Linked DNA regions of Mus musculus: all the other regions are linked to region 3. Evidence: chromatin contacts called from public targeted proximity ligation data. All regions are on one chromosome and are shown on one strand. The core of a region is the stretch at or near the end of the contact, and the rest is flanking DNA. Distances in the headings are between cores, read along the strand shown.

Evidence for each region.
Region 1: a contact with region 3 is called in a targeted proximity ligation map of epiblast stem cells, with 6 times the contacts expected there. A contact is called at or near these places in 3 of 39 promoter capture datasets (the 3T3-L1 cell line, embryonic stem cells and pre-B cells), 1 of 484 Hi-C or Micro-C datasets (embryonic stem cells), 5 of 130 datasets of targeted methods (T-cell acute lymphoblastic leukemia, effector CD8 T cells, embryonic limb bud and 2 more) and 3 of 9 other capture datasets (adipose tissue, embryonic stem cells and liver).
Region 2: a contact with region 3 is called in a targeted proximity ligation map of epiblast stem cells. A contact is called at or near these places in 1 of 39 promoter capture datasets (cranial neural crest), 5 of 130 datasets of targeted methods (embryonic stem cells, epiblast stem cells, extraembryonic endoderm stem cells and 1 more) and 3 of 9 other capture datasets (adipose tissue, liver and pancreatic islet).
Region 4: a contact with region 3 is called in a targeted proximity ligation map of bone marrow-derived macrophages, with 3 times the contacts expected there. A contact is called at or near these places in 1 of 39 promoter capture datasets (erythroid cells), 3 of 484 Hi-C or Micro-C datasets (double positive thymocytes, embryonic stem cells and muscle stem cells), 6 of 130 datasets of targeted methods (the 230-238 cell line, the SCID.adh cell line, bone marrow-derived macrophages and 3 more) and 4 of 9 other capture datasets (adipose tissue, embryonic stem cells, liver and 1 more).

Annotation. Positions count from the first base shown.
Region 1 is chr19:10,972,793-10,976,074 of GRCm38.p6, forward strand. It overlaps Ms4a10 (membrane-spanning 4-domains, subfamily A, member 10), which reads right to left and starts at 1,908. Exons shown (of 9, transcript NM_023529.3): 1 at 1,827-1,908.
Region 2 is chr19:10,229,591-10,232,678 of GRCm38.p6, forward strand. All of the region lies in intron 1 of Myrf (myelin regulatory factor), which reads right to left. Among named protein-coding and RNA genes, the nearest start is that of Myrf, 9.6 kb to the right of the region's middle.
Region 3 is chr19:10,523,661-10,526,699 of GRCm38.p6, forward strand. It overlaps Cpsf7 (cleavage and polyadenylation specific factor 7), which reads left to right and starts at 1,584. Exons shown (of 10, transcript NM_172302.3): 1 at 1,584-1,667; 2 at 2,292-2,400. The coding sequence starts at 2,347. Sdhaf2 (succinate dehydrogenase complex assembly factor 2) reads right to left here and starts at 1,549. Exons shown (of 4, transcript NM_025333.4): 1 at 1,399-1,549. The coding sequence starts at 1,434.
Region 4 is chr19:10,868,037-10,871,070 of GRCm38.p6, forward strand. Tmem132a (transmembrane protein 132A) reads right to left here and starts at 1,743. Exons shown (of 11, transcript NM_133804.2): 1 at 1,503-1,743. The coding sequence starts at 1,590. It overlaps Tmem109 (transmembrane protein 109), which reads right to left. Exons shown (of 4, transcript NM_134142.1): 4 at 2,624-3,034.

The sequences.
Region 1 (3,282 bases), core at 658-3,157, 450 kb after region 3:
GGCTAGACCTGGAATGGGCTTTTGAAACCTCAAAGTCCACCTCCAGGGACACTCTTCCTCCAACAAAACTACACCTCCTAATCCTTCTAATCCTTTCAAATAGTATCATTGGCTTTTGTTAGTCACTCTCTGGTGACTAAGCATTCAAATGTATGAAGCTATCGAGGCCCATTCTTATTCAAACCACTACACCAGGTGGCTAGCCTCCTCAATAGTGCAGTCTTTCTCCCTCCTCAAACTTCCTCTCCTGGGCTTAGGTTTTCCCTGGAGTCCATCTTTTAGTAATAAACCCATAGAATGCTTGTGCCCTGTTACCTTGCCCACCTTATCTTCAGGACTGGGCAGACTGCCCTGGGGTGAAGGTAGACTGGCAGGATGGGAGGGGCAGAGGGAGAATTTTTTGGTCTTCTCTCCCAGGCTCCTCAGCTAGAGGAGCCACAGACCCAGCTGTCTGGTGTCTTAAGGAACCGTAGGGTCTTGGTGATTTATACTCAGCCTCAGACTTTCTGCAAATCTCTCCCGTTTCCTTAGCCTGTGGGAGGCAGAGACAGAGCTAGGAGGATTCTGTAACCTTTTAGTGGGCCAGAACATGAATCTTCCAAGCAGACAGGCCAGGCCTAGCCCTGGCTCTGCTCCTGCATCTCAGTGTCTAAGTCTGTTTCTATGGATACACAGGAACACTAGTGCTTGCCTGAGGGTGGGCTGCAAAGATTAATTGGGCCAGGGCCAGAGGTTAGAATTTAGTAATAAAAGCCAATGATACCTGCCCTACAGCCTGAATCTCACCTGACCTCTGTCTGGTTTTCTGTTAAGAGAGGTCCCATTCTAATCTCCAGGATGGGGAGTTCATTGCTTCTATCTGACTCCTGCTCAGAGCAAGGAGGAAATCAGCTATGGGATCCTGATAGCTGGGAAGGTTGTGTCGAGGAGAGTGTGTGGAGACAGTTATCTGGGAGCACACAGGACTGCCCTTCAGGATTTTGTCTGCAGAGCAATGAGCTGGTTGCCAGGGAATGTCTAGAATGGATAAGATCTGTCCATGGGAGGTCTGGGTTAGAAGGTTGAGAAAATCTTGATGGGAATGTGACCCTAAGCAGACAGTGCAGAAGAAGTCAAGAGAGCAGAGAGGGTAGTGTAGTGTGTGTTTACACATACGTGTGTATGTGTATATAATATGTGCACATATATGTACATATATGTAGATGTATGTATGGGCATGTTAGGCAGAGAAAGGCAGGTACCGAGAGGTATGGAGTCAGTGTGACAGAGTGGCTGCTGGCAGCCACCCTTAGAAGATTGGGTTTTCAGTTATGTTAGGTCAGAAGGGGCCCTGGCATTTGCAAAGTAAACTTTCTCGAGGTCTCAGGGCTGGGCACTTGGTGTAAAGGGAAGATATGGGAAAAAGAGGGTGGAATTTCCCAAGTGTCTTCCTTGCTTTGCTTTTTCAAATCTGTCTCTCTGTGTGCTCAAGGTTCCAGGGTTAGAAGGGACGGGGTGTCATTCCTCTTAGCTCTCAGAATCACCAACTGATCCTGGGTAGTGGGCTGGGCTCCTGGTAGCAGACTCCTTCCTGGAGAGAGGCCCGTAGTAACCCCACTTCCCAGGACTTCATAGCATGGAACATTTGTTCTCCAGCTGTTGTGGACATTGCTTGATAAACAGTTCCTGTTCACTTCTGGGGGGGTCAAGTTTCAGCCACTCACCACCAGCTTGCAGCTACTGACTGACGAGCACAAGAGGCTGATCTCTTGTGTTAAGACTGAACCCCACTTGAGGCCCTGATGACCCTCCCTTGTTTGTTTCTGCTGTGGAGAGGGGGTACTCACCTGGCCCCGGGAACTCTGTTGTAGGCTTCAGCTGTGCCTGACCATCCAGAGCTGCCTCAGCACAGAGCCAGAGGTGGAAATCAGAACATCTTTATGGCTTTAGACTTTGGATTCTTTTCTTTCTGGGACCCACCCCTTGCTCACACTCCCAGCTAATCAGAGATGCATGTCTGGACTAGATCCTTCAAAACCATCTGCTTCCAAACCTGGGCAGGTGAAGATCTGAGTCTCCTTCCTTATGTCTCCCTTTAACAGCTGAGACAGTTAATGTTGCAGTGATGACATTTCAGTTCATGGAGCAGTTCATTGTCAAGTTGGTGAAGGCAGCATTTGAATGAGTTGATTATTAAAATTCTCAAATTTTTATTTGTGTGTGTGTGTGTTGATGTGGGTGGCTGATATGAGTGTGTGATTGATGTGTGTCTGTGTGTCTGTCTGTGTGTCTGTGTGAGTGTGTGTAGGTCAGAGGACTTTGTGAAATTGATTCCTTCTTTCCACCTTTCCACAGTGCTGAGGTCTGAACGGATATTGTCAGGTTGTGCAGTAACTTTAGCTTCTGAGACACCTTTCTGGCCCCTCAAAGAATCTTTTAATTTTTTGAAAGTTAAAGTATCCACAATAGTGGTTACAATGACCCTGCCCTGGGCCTTGTGTCCCTCCTCAAACCAGCCATGGTCATCCTAAGTTCTTGCTTGACTTTGGTCTCTGGTGGTAAGCCAGACAGATGTATTGTCATCTGTGTAAGCATGGTAGTGTTTGTCTTAAAAGGTATGGTCACGTGACCACAAGTAACAGGAAGCCCTGATTGAGAGTGAAGTCCAGCCACCACCAAGCTTGCAGCGCATGTGACTTACAGAGAACTTATATCTAAGGCATGTTTGGATCTTGACCATGGACATGGTGAGATGAGAATGTGTAACTTCAAGCTGTCCAGTCTGTCTCATGCAGAACTAGATAACTACTGTGCTTTTTCTATCTTTTTCCTCTGGTTTTTAAAGACGGAGAATACACATTTAATTGTTAATATTTAATATACATATTAAAGTGTATGCAGCATATGCAGTTAGGTAAATTTGTATGTATATATGTGTATGTTGGTTTATTTGTGTGTATTATTCTCTATCTTACTTTTCTTTCTTTTTTAAAAAACGATTTTATTATTTAATATGTATAATTGTTTTTGTTTGTATGCATGTCTGTGCACCACATGCGTGCCTGGCACTCTCAGAGGCCAGAAGAGGGTGTCAGATCCCTTTGAGCTAGAGCTACTGACAATTGTAACTGCCATGTGGCAAGTGGGTGCTCGGGAGGAATCAAACCTTGGTCCTCTGGAAGAGCAGCCAGTACGCTTAACTACTGCTGAGCTGTCTCTCCAGTCTTCTTACTGTGTGTGTGTGTGTGTGTGTGTGTGTGTGTGTGTGTGTGTGTGTGAGACCACGTGTACACACACAGAGGC
Region 2 (3,088 bases), core at 346-2,845, 290 kb before region 3:
CCAGCTCCAGGGAGATCCTGAGAGCAAGATCAGCAGTGTCAGCAAGGCCCATCTCTGGTGGCTAGGCCGGCCGCCTCTGTGATGGAGATGGGGTGCTCAGCACCCACACTCCAGAGGAAACAGAGGATGAGGGAGGCACAGTTTGTCCTGCCTCCTACAGGAAGGAGCTCTGCTCCTCCACCCTTCACCTGCTACCTACCCTGCTTGCTGTCCTCTCCTGGGCCCTTCCCAGGGGCCTCATCCCCCTGAGGGGGAAGGACAAAGAAAAGGCAGTCCAGGGCTTCTGATCATGGCAAGAAAGGAGAGGAGGTGGCGATGGCTTTTCCTCTCCCAGGGTCACCTTGTGGAGCAAGGAGGGGGGTAGCCAGAGGGGGAAGTGATAAGGGGGCTGACGCGAGAGATGCGTCAACTCCGATAATGGAGGACACCCCACCCACACTGCAGATTCAGGCTGGCCAGCTCCACTGAGGCAGGAAGGACCCTCTAGACTCCAGTCTAAAGCCTTAAATCCTGGGTTGGCACCTGAGTCCTTCCTCTGGGGAGTTTTGGGAACAGGACTGGTGAGGGACAAATCTCACCCAACTCAGCCATTCCTGCTGTGTGACCTCAAGCAGGCCATCCCCTCCTTGGGCCTCAGTATCCTTCTTAGGAAAGGCGGGGGGGGGGGGGGGGGTGAACAGCTGTTTCATGGGGCAACTGTGATGGCTTCGCAAAGCTGCAAAGACCTAGATTGTAAAGTGCCCAGCACACAGTGGGAGCCGTCCAAATGGAGGGGCTATTCTTACCTCCATTACCCCAGCACCCTGGGGTCTCTGAGCCCCCAGCCCAGGCCCCTCCCTGGCCCCAGTCTGGCATTTGAAGAATGCTGAGCCCCGCTGAGGTGATTAATGAATTAATGAGCATGAGCGGCTAAGCCTTCCTAGGAGTCACACGCTGCTGGTGTGCCTTGATGACCCCCCACCCGGGATCACTCCAGCTGAGTACAGAGGGCACCCACCCACCATGCATGGTTTTGCTGGCCATGCTCTGTGGGGCTGTACATGGTCAATCTGTCTGTCCAAATTCCAACCCCACCTCACCCATTCCTGATATCCACAGATCCCAATAACTGAGGACCTACTGTGTGCCACACTCATCACCCAGTTTACTATATATGAGGCATCCCGTCAACTTCACACACACTGTGTCACTAAATCCTACCAACCCATCGTACGAGGAAAATGACATTGTTGGTGATGGTAGGTTATAAAGAAGTGTCTAGCAGTCCTTCTGAACTCACACCATGCTGGTGACAATGATGGAGACTCTTGACGAATTGCATTTCACCGCTCAACCATTCCCATGAACTACTATTGTTCAAAAACTTCACTCCTCACTCCACAGCCACACGGGAAAACGAGTCAATCTGCTCCCAGGGAGAAAGATGTAGTTGCTGCTTCTGTGTCTTCCCCTAGTCTGGTCCCTGCCCCACAGCATTGCTAAAGATTTCTGAGGAAGAAAGGAGGAGAGCCTAGAGCCCCACCCCCACACTGCCCCAGCTGCTGAAGCTGCAGGTTTTTGAGACTGAACTTGGCACCTTTGGTGAGTGATGGGCTGATGCGGTCATGGGCTGCTGTTTATAACCATCCTCGCCCCTCCTCTTGGGCTCCTCCTTCCCTGGCCAGGAGCACTCCTAATCGCCCCTAATCCTGCTGTCCACCTCCCCCGGGGGATGGGGCCTTCAGGCCCAGGCATCCTGGGAGACCCTAACAAGAACCAGATGTGGCTAGGGGAGGAGGGACCCTCTCGTGCCAGGGTCCGGTAGGACGGAGGGGGGAGGAGGAGGCTGATGGCAGAGTGAGGTGGGTCTAGGGCTCTGGAGGGGGAGAAGCTGAGGGTTCCTGAGGCATGCAGGACCCCCACCTGCAACCTCCTTCTCCCCACGCTGCCCAGACTCCATGCAGGGGTCCCGACCTACAATAGAGGATCTGTGTCATGGAGGCTTGCAGGAGCCTGGGGATCTTGAGGCTGAAGCAGGGCTCCTTCCAACCCCCAGGGGTCCAGGAGAGGGCACAACCCTCAAGGTACACTATAGGAGTGCTGCCCCACTGCCAAAAGATCCGAGGAGCACTAGATCCCAATGAGAGCCTGCAAGTCTGCAGACAGGATCGGAATCTCCTCTCTAATCCTCAAGACCACCTGGACAGTGAGCCCTGGCCTGCCACTGGTCAAGGAGCGGTACCCTAGTGTCACCGATCAGTATCTCTCCTCCTCCCCAAACCCTCCAACAAATTCACCCAGCAAATGGTAAACCCAGGGCTCCTCCTGACAGTGTCTGCCTTCTGCTTCCCCTCAGCCTCCTCCCCTGTGGGGCTCTCTCTGGAGCCCAGCTCCTGCTTCCTTCCTGTAAGGGACAAACATGCCACCCACAGGGACTTTGCATATGCTGTTGCCTCTAGAGAAAGCTAATTCCCATTCTTTTGCAAGTTTCTATTATCCAACCCAACCCCCAACCCCAAGTGAACTCCTGACTCTTCCTTTGTCCTCTAGTACTTTCACGTTAGGCTGTCTACCTTCTCATCTGGCTGGCTCACACCTCGCTGGGGAAGGTGAGTGAGTGCCCTCAATCCGACCTCCACACTCTAAAGAGCATCTCTCCTATGAAGCAGATGCCCTCGACTGTACCGAAGAGACAGCAACTGAGAGTGGGGACTACTAGGGCTCCAAGGCAGGGACTGGGCTAGGGCTCCCTGCAATGTTAAGGATCCCATGATCAATAACTACAGAATAAATGAATGAGCAAGATGAAGAGCCAGGGACTTGGGCAGGCCCGTGAAGGACCTACAGGCCAGGGTTAGACAGAGCCTCTCCAGGTCCCACACTGTCCTGAAGAGGCGCCCCCAGGGGCACCACACTAATTAGAGCCTTTATTACCTGCTTGAAACAAGAACCAGACTCGGAAGAGGCAGTTGCTTCCCAGGCAGGCCAGGGTCCAGGCTGTGGGAAAACTGTTCCCTCTTTTCTCCTCCTTCTTTTAAGACCACTCATCAAGGGGACCAGAACACTCAAGCCAGGTGCAGTAGGCAGTGACCCAGGTGGTCACTCCACC
Region 3 (3,039 bases), core at 334-2,833:
CCATAGAGACCAAGAGAGCTGCTTAGTTTTGGTGCAGAAGGCCATAGAAGATAAAGCAAGATAAAATCTAGTATTGTTTACAAGCCTCTTCCCCGAGGCTCGAGGAAGAGTTGAATGTATGGTTAATGTTCTAGAACATGGGGGTTGGCATTGCCGAAGGGACTGGTTGGTTTCTGTTTTGAACAACTTGCAACACTAACCAGCATACTCTAAGAAGTCCAGTAGCCACTGAGAATAAGAGAGCAGAGCAACCAGCTGGTCATGGTGCCTCATGACTGTAATCCACGCACTTGAGAGGCTAGATCAGAACTACTATGAAGCTGAGGAGTTTTAGTACCTAAAAAACAGGGTAGCAAGGAAGGAGGAGGGAACACTGAACAACTTAAAAGAGTGTTAACAAAACTACAGCATTGCAGAAACACCGACACACTTAAAACACCCTCCTCTGGCCTTCATGGGCACCTACACACATAGTATGCATAAACTCACAAAGGCAGATAAACACATGTACATACTTTTTTAGTCTAAAAAAAAGAATAAGAAAAGAAAATGCGATTGCCTAGCAGGCAAGGCTCTGGGTTTGGTGCTTAGCACAAACAACAAAATTGTCATATGTGATATAAAGAATATTACATAGTATTAAGGAGTTAGCAGTAAAGTATAATAATCATAAATATATGTGGATCTAATAGAGCACTCAAATATATGGAAGAGACACTTGACAGAACTGGTGGGGGAACACAACAGATTTTAATGCCACATTTTAATAAGGAATAGAATATATAGATGTCGGAATCAATACTAGACAACCAGAACAATACTAATTTAAGAATATTTAACTGAGATATACAGGCATTCCACACAAGAGATCATACATTCCTCTCAAATGTACAGATAATTATGCCCAGGAGATCACAAGTTGTCAAAAAACATGTCTTGATAAGTTTAAGATAAACCATACCAACTAGCTTTCAACACTACTGGAATAAAAACGGAAAATTCTCAAACATTTAAAACCAAGATGAGACAGGAGAATTACGAATTTGAGGCCAGCCTGAGTAACAAATTAAAACCGGCTTTTAAAAGGGAGACGGGGGAAGAAGCTCAAGAAAAGCTAGGAGGCTTTCGGGGGAGGTTCGGTAACTGTTCCTGGTATGCGTTGAGTCTCACACGGTGACTGGCCACCTAACCACATATTACCCAGTATTCTCACTCGAGCACACCGTGGGCTCAGGAAAGAATGGAAAATTCCCTGCATGATCGGCTCCAGCCTGCGCCTCGCCTTGAGGGGACCATTCCCTGGTCTGTGGGGTAGGTGAACTCTCCCTACAGTCTCCACGGCACAGAGGAGGACGAAACAGTCTTAGCTGCAGCCCGCCCCGAACCCGGCTCTCTCACCCGCGCCAGCGTCGGGATCAAGGTGACCACCGCCATCTCTCTCTTATAGCACAGTAAGCTGGCAACCGGGCCACTTCCGGGAATTCCGGGCGGTCGATCTGAGGACTTCAGCGGAGGTGGACCCCAAGCCGGAAGGCGCAACCGAGCGTATGGCGGAAGTAGCGGTGCGTGTGACGCCGCCGGTGGGGGGGGGGCGGGACCTGGGGCGGAGAGCGGTTCGCGCGCTTCGGGCCTAGTCGGGACTCTCCGCGGCCGCCGCCATATTCCCGGTAACGGGGGCGCGCGGCCCGGGGCCGGCGGGGCCGGAAGGAGGGCGGGGGCCGGCGCCGCGGAAGGGAGGGGGTCGGTTGGGGTGGCGGCGGCGGAAGACAGCGGGTGGAGGGAAGCGCGGGCCTCTGAGGGAGGGGCTGAGGTCCTGGAGCTGTGGGAGGGAGCAGGGCAGGCCTAGCCTAGGGCGAGGACAGGGCCCCGTTGGTGTGGAGGCGGCGGGAGCTTCCGGGCCCGCGGGGGCTCCGGCTTGGGACGCCCCCTGGGCCTAGCAGGTGCGACGGGCTGAGCTTGCGGCGTTCGCCGCGGTGGTTCACAGCGCGGCCTGAGGGCCCTCTCAGGAGTCGAGGCCCGGACTTGGCGGTGGCGCCATAGGCAACTACGGGCGCCGACTCGGAGCACCTCGGGTCGGGCCCGCGGGTGATGGGCAGCGAGCTCCGCGAGCCCGAGCGGCCTGGGAGAGCTGGGGGCGGCGCGAGGCTGGGGGCGGGGCAGAGCGGGTGGGGCCAGGCTCCCGGCCGCCGGGATGCTGCGTCTTGGGAGACTAGAGCTTGTTGACCCTTGCCCTCCTCCCAGCCTGGGACCCTTGTGCCTTAAAATTTTTTACCCTTTTCTGAATACCGTAGTGGCATCTTTCTTACTTTGTCGGTTCTCCGGGCTCGAGAGCGTATTTCCGGAGCCATGTCAGAAGGAGTGGATTTGATTGATATATACGCTGATGAAGAGTTCAATCAGGTGAGAGGAATTAGCAGCAGTTTTGGGGTTTCTTCCATCAATCTACTGGCAGTGGTTTCTCTCTCAGCTCAAAATAATTCCCTGTAATATCGAAGCGTTTCCCCCTAGCGGTGGCTTTGAAGACGACTGACCATTCCTCTTTAGGTTAATTTGAACCTCCAGGCTTCAATTTTAAAGGGCTTGCTTTAAGAGCAAATAAAAACCCAAGTGTAATAGTATGGTGAATCAGCCTGTGGAATTCTTTCCCCAAGTCATTTCAAAGTTGAATGACTAACCATAATTAAAAATGAAAATTACATTTGTTGTAGTACTGCGGAGATAATTTCGATGCTTGTTACTTTGCTGTTCTCTCAACTTGTGGCTCGAGCATGTTGGTCCCTCCCCCTGCTTGGTCCCCTCCCAATGGTGTACCATGAAATTACTTTAAAAGCCACAGTATACCAACTGCTTTAAAGGTGGAATTCCAGTGCCACTCCAAGTGTTTCAGTCTTTTTAAATAGCTTGACTGTCCTTTTTGAGAAGTCTCTGGGCATCCATTCGTATGGATGGAAGGAAGAAAGGTAAAAACCATTGAATAAACTAGTTTAAAGGCAAGTCAAGGACTCAGTCATCCTAGTTTGAATGTGTGTTTTAACATTT
Region 4 (3,034 bases), core at 493-2,992, 340 kb after region 3:
AGCTACCCAGCCGTTCCATCCAGGGCAACCCCAGCATGCCATGTGGCCTTCACACTGTGCCCCCACCCTCCTTCAGGGTCAAGAGTACACCCTGCCTCCTCGAGGAAGCCTTCTGTGGTCATTCAGCCCCTTGCTGGACACCTTGTTCCGGCTCTGCTTGCTGCTACTGCTTTTCTAAGATGGGGAACAATCCTCCCGTTTCTCCAGAGTACCTGGAACCCCAAGTGCAGTCCATGGGCTTGGCTCTGCTGCCTCTCCTGTATTATGTGAACCCCAGGCTCTGTCTTACTCATTCTGTAATTCCCATGACTCTCCCTGAAGAGGTTTGGGGGATAAGGGGAGAGATCTGACTTTATGCCCTAGCTCTACTCCATGAAAGATGGGCCAGTCACCAGCATCTTGGAGCCTGGGTTTCCTTCCTCACTGGTACAAGGGGTGGGAGTATTTCATAACCCGGTGAGCAGGGGAGGGTTTTGGAAGCTTGGTGTAGATCATACTGGAAGTGAGATTGTTAGTGAGCCAAATGAAAAAGCTTTCCTTCCCTCACTGTGGAGGGGTTATTAGGACCCCCACTGGTTCTGCAGGGTTTGGAGCAGGTACCTAAAAGAAGTTCCAGAACCAGCTCTCTCAGCCCCACAGCTGAGCTGGGACGGCGGGGCTTTTCTCTAGAGTGCCCCCCCCCCGCGCGCGCGCCCGCGCACCAGTATCCCTAAGGGTAACAAGTGAGTGACTGTTGTTGGTCCTTAGGGTGGCTCCGGTCCACCTTCTAATTCAATGTTTCCATAATTACAAGATGCTCAGTAGCCTGACTCCCACGGACTTCCATGGTCTCCCATCACGGAGAATCCAGCCCTCTTGATGGGGGCAGAAAGGTAGAGACTACTTCGCCATCTCCCAATTCCCATAACATCTTCCACCTTTCAGCCCCAGCTTATGGCAGGCACGCGGTAGCTGCTGCCCCTTTCGTACTCAGTGATGGGTGCACCCACAAGGGCTCGGAAAGGCAAGGCTGGGACTCTCCCAGAAGACTCCAATGTTGGAGATCTCCTTGGAACAGGGAGAGAGAGGGGGAGAGAGAGAGGGGGAAAGGGAGAGAGGGGGGGGGGCAGAGGCATATCTCTCGGGTCTCAGGCAAAGAGCCTGTTTTGCATTCCTGTGACTAACCAGCGGGTTTCTGGGGACTAGAACTGCAGGTTAGGAAGAGGTGGTGCACGGGGAAGCAGGGCAGCCGGGTTAGATGTCGCGGCTGGAGAGGGGCTCGCAGAGGAGTTGGGACCGGGCTAGTGAAGATGGGAGTGAAAAGACTTTAGGAGCATCTAGGTGGTGCACAGAGAAGAAAGCCAAAGGGCTGTTGGCTGGGAACCGGTTTCCCAAGGTTAGACCTCTCCAGGGCATCGCTCTAGGTTTAGTTCTAGAGTCCAGTGGCTTGGGGGCATCAATGGCGCGTGGCCTCGGACGGACAGGGCCAGGTCGCCCCTCCCCACCCCTCCCTTCCCTCTGACCTCTCACGACTTCCAGGGCGAGAGCCACCAGGAGGCAGAACCAGGCACCGTAGGGCCCCCGAGGGGCCGCAGCCTTGCGTTCAGTCATCGAGGCGCACTCCTTCCCACCAAAGGAGGGTAACCGGCGCGCGGCTCAGGTGGCTGCAATCTGTCCCCACATCTCCCGCGCCCGCTCCGCGCCAGCCGCTGTGGCCAGCTAGTTCCCTGCGCCGCCGGCCCGCGGCTGCAGTTCCCAGACAATGGAGCAGGAGCAGTGGGGTGGGAGGGAACGCAGGCACATGGGCTGTCCCCTTCGCCCCGCCGGGTCCTAGTGCCCTGCGGATCCCAAAACCCAGAGCGTGGCCCCGTGCCTAGGGTGCCTAGGATTGGAATAAGGCAGCGTCCCTGGAGACTAAGCAGATTGATGTCCTCTGCCAGGAAGCACAAGGTGCGTTCTGGGATTCCTCGTGGAAGCCGATGATCAAGGAGAAAAACAAACAAAACCCGTTTCCTCTGCCTCATACCCTCCCCACAGGCATCTCACCTGTGAAGGCATCTAGAATTCAGGGACATAAGAGAACAGAGCTGCTGGGGCAGAAAAGGAGAGGCCAAACCAGGCCAGACCACCTTAGGCCATCCGTGGAGGCAGCTTGTCTCATGCCCAAACCTATCCCAGAAAGAGTCCCTAAGGATGAAGGGTGTAGGCTGGTCAACCCTTCTGAGGGAGTCCTGACTCCCAGTGCCACCTAGCCTTGCCCTCAGGTAGTGTTGGGAGAGGTCCAGATTTGGCATCTCCATGGCAACTTAAAGAGGAAAAAGAAACAGAAACGTGCCCGGGCCTTACACAAAAGAGCAGAACCACCTGGAGCCACATTGAGAACCTTATTCAGTAAATTCCTGAGTCTGGGAGGGAAGCCAGTTTTTCCAGGTTCCCCAAGCTAGCAATATAAGCACCCTGCAGGAAGGGGCAACTTCAGTCCCAACAGAGCTGCCAGATCTGCAAGCTTTCCAAGAGAGTGCATGCCTCCCTCCAGAGTCCTAGGGGGAAAGGTACCAGGTACATCCTGCCTTCCTGAGCCCTCCCTTCCTCCCAACAGATTTCTGCTAGAAGTCCAGAAGGAAGAGAGTTTGTCAGCAGAGACTTTTGAGTAAATACATTTTATTCAGAAGAAGATAATAAAATAGCATGCACTTTAAAACCACCAAGCGCTGATAAAAACATATCACTGCAGCCATGATTCCACATCAAACCTTCAGTAAGAATAGGCATTTAATCTTCACATCTTGTGCTGGACCTGGCATGGGTCATCTCCCTCCACCAGGGACCTAAAGGCCAAGGCCAAGGCCAAGAGTGAGCAAGTGGTGGAGAGGGGTTAGTGGCAGGCTCACTCCTAGCCCTGCAGAACAGATCAGGGCAAAGCCGTGCCCTTCCCAGCTACTGGGACACAACACTGACCAACGCTTGCTTCTGGATGGCAGAGAGTGGACAGGGGTAAAACTGCAAGACAGCAGGTCCTCCTGCCCTTTTCAAGGTCCCTGAAACCCTCAAGGGA